Regions from separate parts of the Rattus norvegicus genome. Here region 1 is linked to region 2. A link is a contact called in public Hi-C data. All regions are on one chromosome and are shown on one strand. Each heading gives the region's core, a stretch centred on a gene start, on an enhancer-like site or on the middle of the called end of the contact. The rest is flanking DNA. Distances are from core to core; before and after follow the strand shown. Region 1 overlaps Kalrn (kalirin, RhoGEF kinase). Region 2 overlaps Ccdc14 (coiled-coil domain containing 14).

Region 1 (2,700 bases), core at 139-2,638, 340 kb before region 2:
CATCACACAAGACTGAGGCTTCTTATAGTGTGTGGGAGGTAGGCCTTTGATTTAAGATTCCCTTCCAGGTCTCACATGTTAAATATTACCCAAGGCTCTGAGGAAGCAATATCCAGAGAAGAGCCGTCACTGTAAAGCATACACCCTTTTCCCTTCTGTAAGTCATGAACATGGCTACTGACTTTTGATTCTACACACAGCCCACCTCAGGAAGAGGCCCACCCTTCTCTTGGGTTATAGGCTATGGTCATGTGGCATACATTTTCGCCACATGGGACCCACAGTAGCCAGGGCCACATGTGTCTAAAAGCAAAGCTGTATAGAGTACCATAATCTGTGCCAGCATAACAAGTAGCAAGTGGGTCTGTGTTGTTCTGTGAACACAGTGATGTGTGGGTCCATTAGTTACAGACCAGAGGGTGCTGGGCTGAGGCAGAGTGGTTCATCTCTCAGCATCGCAGGCTAGTTAAATCATCTCGGAATTACCCAACACTCCCAGCTTTCTTATTAAGGCCTCTCCATCACTCCTGAGTTCTGATGTTCTCTCCTCCCTGGGAACTCCCAAACACAGCAGTTATGCCCAGGGCAGTTCAGGCCACAGCAGACATTAAATAAGAGTAAAGGGAGGGGGTGTTTAAAGCAGTGGCTCTCATCCTTCCTAAGGCTCCCATCCTGTTATACAGCTCCTCAAGTGGTGACCCCAACCATAAAATTATTTTTGCTGCTACTTCACAAGTGTCATTTTGCCACCGCTATGAACCATAATTTACATATCTGTGTTTTCTGGCAGTCTTAGGTAACCTCCGTGAAAGACTCATTCAACCCCTAGAGGGTCGAGACCCAGAGGTTAAGAACTTCTGATTTAGCTACTGAGCATGCATGGTCATGGCTTCAAAGTGTCTCCTCACATCTATTTCATCAGACTATACCTTACATACGTGCTTTGTCACAGATCAACTAAGCCTCAAATCTGTTTGGACATGCAAAGGAGCAGGTGCTGATATATCTGTTTTGTTTATTGGCTAGTAGGTTACGTGGGGGTGGAAATTCCAGCCTATACATCTTTACCAAAGTAACTCATTCATGCTCAGGACCATTTCTCTGCACTCATAATATTATAAATGGAAAAGGAGAGGGGATGCTTGGTGACACCCATAGGGTAGAACCCTCCCCCTTTTCCTCTAAGACTTTTAATACAGGGGGCTGTCACATGGGTCAGGAAAGGTGGTAGGAGACTGCTTCATTCTCTAAGGAGGGTTGGGGAGTGGAGAGCCGCCAGCCTATTATCCATGCCTCGAGGGCAAGTGGCCACCTCACAAGGCCAGAGGAGAGACTCTGTCCCCACCCCTGTTCCAAAAATAGGAACGGAGTGGTCAGTGAACTTAACCGAGTGCCAAAAGCTTCCCAGATCTGGAGAGGCTTCACTGCCCTGCGCCCGCCCTGCTGGGAGGCTGAGGTACAACCCGTACAGGAACTATTTCCTGTGCCCTTGTTTAGATGTGGATGGGCACACAGCCCTTCCTCCAAACCATCACCCTTCTGACCTCTGTCAAAAAGCACCAAATAAGTCAAAGGCTGAGGCGCTTAGCTCCACGTGGATCTTCTCAGTTCATCTGGACGCAGCTCTAAAGCACTGTTGTTCTCCCGGCTCCACAGCCAGCACGGTTTTTTTGTGGTGGCTGAGTCAAAGTTCGAGCAGTGCCTCATCACCGACTCAAAGTGGCCACCCCTCCCCCACCTCAATTCTGTTTTTAATATTCTCTTTCTCTGACTACCCCTACACAATACACAAATGTGCGTTCATATACATGCACAAGTACACTTCTTTCTCTTTTAAGTGTGATTTGCTGTATGTGTAGGAGTGTTTGGCCCGCGTGTGTACGTATGTGTGTTGGGTGTGTTCGGTGCCCAGAGATCAGAAGAGGATGTTGGATCCGCTGGAAATGAACTGACGAACAGCTATGATTTCTCACGTGGATGCTGGAATCAAACCTGAATCCTCTGAAAGAACAGCTCAGGCTCTTAATCCTTGCTTCCCCTCTCCAGCCCCCTTCTTTCTCTATCTAAGGTGTGTGTATACACCTCAGAAGACAGGTTCGAAACCGACTTCATGGATTTAAGTTCAGTGATAGTGTACTTAAATGGGGGAACACCTTTGTTCCCGCTAATGTCTGGCTGAAACACAGCAACCCTTTCCGTTATGAACACAGAAAACTAACTATCCAGAGTCAATGAAACAGTTTCTTGGCTACCAGCAGCAACGTGAGCATTTCCGTATCACACTAGGTAGGATATGTTCTAAAATGCTATCCATGTTTATTATGTCTCCAAGTCAGGGTGGCTCCCGGGCTTCAAGTAGATCTTGTGTTTGTCACATTAATAAATACATAGTTTTTTTTAGTAAGTTAATAGTGTATTTTATTTGCTTTATGAGCCTATGTAATTTTTTCCCATATTTAAAAATAGTACTGTGATGAGTCCATTGTTTCACCAGAGCAGAGGTCCGTGGAGGAGGAAGAGCTGAGGAGTGTTCATTAGAAGGTGTGACTTGGGGAACAAAAGTGATGACTCAGTGGGTAAGAGCCTTTGCTGCAGAAGGATGAGGTCCCCAGTTCAGGTCCCATGCCTGTGTGAAAAGCCAGATGTGGCCATGTTCATGCCTGTAACCTGAGAGCTACAGGGAGCAGAGACAGGGGATCC
Region 2 (2,700 bases), core at 161-2,660:
CCGTTATATGCTGCTTTTTCACTTAATACAATAGTATGTATGACTGTTTTCTTGATTTATGCCTTTTATATGGTTAGCTGTACTTTGTGAGTATTTCTCTCTAAAGACAAATATGTCTGAGCTAAGTTGTATAGTAAAACCACCAGTCTCTGATTTGACTTTGAACTAACAGCTAGTTTTATTACTATAATATTCATATACACTTTATATATACACATACATTTTTATTTCTGTGGTCCTAAAAATTGAACCCAGCACCCCACACATACTACCCCTGGGCTCCATCCCTAGCTGAATATATTTTTATCAAATCTCTGTGTGGTTTTTAAATAAAATACTTTGGTTTTGTGTGGGGATTTTGCCTGCATATATGCCTGTGCACACATGCATGACATCATTGGATCCCCAGAAACTGGACTTGTGAGCAGCCATGTAGGTGCTGGGAGCTGAACCCAGGTCCTCTGCAGGAGTAACAAGTCCTAACAAATGAGCCATCCTTCTAGCCTCTGAGCTTGCTGCTTTTTTTTTTTTTTTTTTTTTTCCGGAGCTGAGGACCGAACCCAGGACCTTGCGCTTGCTAGGCAAGCGCTCTATAACTGAGCTAAATCCCCAACCCCCTGAGCTTGCTTCTTAAAATGTTTCTCAAAATGAAAATGTTTGTTGGAGTCCAAATGTGGACTAATTTCTGGTGTATTTAGAGCATGTGTGGTATTTGTAAACAGTCTATTTTCATCACGGCCTAATGTTCCCACATTGCAGAGTGATCTACTTAAGCTCTGAAAAACTAGTCTTTGTTGTGTAGTGAAAAGGACCAGCTTGCTTGTAAGCTGAAAATATCCAAACTTGGTTTGTAGTCATAGCAAATTATGTTCTAATATTAATTCATTCGTGTTTTTATAGTCTTAGAAATATCTGTTCATACCTTTGAAGGCTTACTCTTTTCCTGCTTTAGGAAGTTCAGACTGATGATGATAACCAGTTTGACTCACAGGGTCAGACAACCCCTGTGCGGCACCGTGATGCTCCCAGGACTTTATCCAGCATCCATCCTGGAGTTGCACATGGCCCTCCCCACTCTGATGGTGCCGCTGCTTCAAAGATTCAGCAGCTGAATCTTGGGAGTTGGGTTCTGCCACAACAGAGAGCTCCTAAGGAAGCAGAGCTACCGAAGCGTTTCCAAACACACGTGTCTCTGTTTCCAGCTCATGGAAAAGACGCTCTCTCGGACAGTCAGGCACACCCAAGTCCCTCTCACTTACCGCCAGTCTTCTTGGCCACTAATGAAGAGAAATGTGCCAGAGAACAAATTGGAGAGGCCACAAATGAAGGAAAGTATTTAAGCATCCATGAGCAAGATGCAAAGCTCGCCAAGAATGTGCAGCAGGCAGAAAACGTGAGCCAGACTGCTGAGAAAGTCAGAATTGCCAAGTGCTTGCTGGGAGAGCTCAAGGCCCTGACCGAAGAACAAGGTAGCCAAGCACTTGATGGTTCTTCTGTCGTCTGCACTGCTTGATAGCAGTGTGGTGGTTTCTAAATGTCATTCGGGTGTCACTGACTGAGCAGCAGTGTCCAGAGTGTGTCACAGAACTGTGTCTTGACCCCGTAAGGAAGAGTTCTGTTGTCGTCCTAGGTTTTAAGGCTTTTGTTTCTTTCTTGCGACACGGTTTCATGTGGATTACTTCCAGCTTACCCTGCAGCTGCTGCTACTGTTGGATCCCTCTTCTTCCTCCCAGGATGACTTTTTTGTTTAACAAAGATGTCGATTTACTTCTGTTGTTTAATAACTAGCTGTTACTTTGTTCAACATATTCCAACTTGTGTAACAACACAAACCACTTACTAGTTCTTAGTTTATGTTTACTATTTTTCTCTTAAATCAAGGAAAAGATCTTTGAGCCAAATTACTGTTTTGGGGTGCATGCTTGCGTGCCTGCACGTGTTTTGAAGTATGGAGTTTGCTTGGAATGAATTACAGATCAGTCTATGTCACCTTAGAAAGCACGGGCGGGAGAGATGGCTCAGCGGTTAACAGCACTGGCCGCTCTTCCAGAGGTCCTGAGTTCAATTCCCAGCAACCACATGGTGGCTCACAACCATCTGTAATGGGATCCGATGCCCTCCTCTGGTGTGTCTGAAAACAGCTACAGTGTACTCATAAATAAAATAAATAATTCTTTAAAAAAAATGAAAGAAAGCACAGTAGTTGATTATGGAACTAATGGAATAGCTGCCATTTATAGGCTAACACATACACAGATTTCTAAAATCCTTGTAAATACTGCACAGTTAAGCCATAGGTTAAGTATTAAAATTCCTGTGTTAAGATTTTCAAATTAGGCAGTTTTTTGTTCGTTTGTTTTTGTTTTGTTTATTTTTTTGACATAGGCACTCACTGTATAGCTCTGGCTAGCCTGAATCTTGCTTTGTAGGTCAGGCTGGACTTGAACTCACAGAAAACCACCAAGTCCTGGGAATAAAGATAGGAACCACCACACCTGGCCCTTTCTTTTCTTTCACCCAAATCTTCAATCACGGCAGCAGCAGTGGCAGCAGTGGTACAGTGTCAGGTGTCCTGAGTGCCCCCTTGGCCCAGCACTGTGCTGTACTCTCTTAGGTGGCTTTTCCTGAGTCTCACGGCACTCTTGTGATTGCCTCCATTTCAGATGAGGAATGCGAGTGAGTTTTGGATGATAGCATCTC

What was found. A called contact is a pair of places that touch in the nucleus more often than the background predicts.
Region 1: a Hi-C map of the A7r5 cell line shows a contact between it and region 2, with 4 times the contacts expected there. The contact joins two enhancer-like sites. A contact is called at or near these places in 9 of 12 Hi-C or Micro-C datasets (the A7r5 cell line, the Rat2 cell line, Schwann cells and 5 more).

Annotation. Positions count from the first base shown.
Region 1 is chr11:79,920,744-79,923,443 of GRCr8, reverse strand. All of the region lies in intron 5 of Kalrn (kalirin, RhoGEF kinase), which reads right to left. Among named protein-coding and RNA genes, the nearest start is that of Kalrn, 160 kb to the right of the region's middle. Within about 2 kb of position 1,388, at least 23 of the 93 cell types and tissues checked have an H3K27ac peak or open chromatin away from gene starts, as enhancers often do. A contact at or near this core is called in the A7r5 cell line, where this site is marked.
Region 2 is chr11:79,576,126-79,578,825 of GRCr8, reverse strand. It overlaps Ccdc14 (coiled-coil domain containing 14), which reads left to right. Exons shown (of 13, transcript NM_001427244.1): 8 at 953-1,469. Among named protein-coding and RNA genes, the nearest start is that of Ccdc14, 16 kb to the left of the region's middle. Within about 2 kb of position 1,410, at least 18 of the 93 cell types and tissues checked have an H3K27ac peak or open chromatin away from gene starts, as enhancers often do. A contact at or near this core is called in the A7r5 cell line, where this site is marked.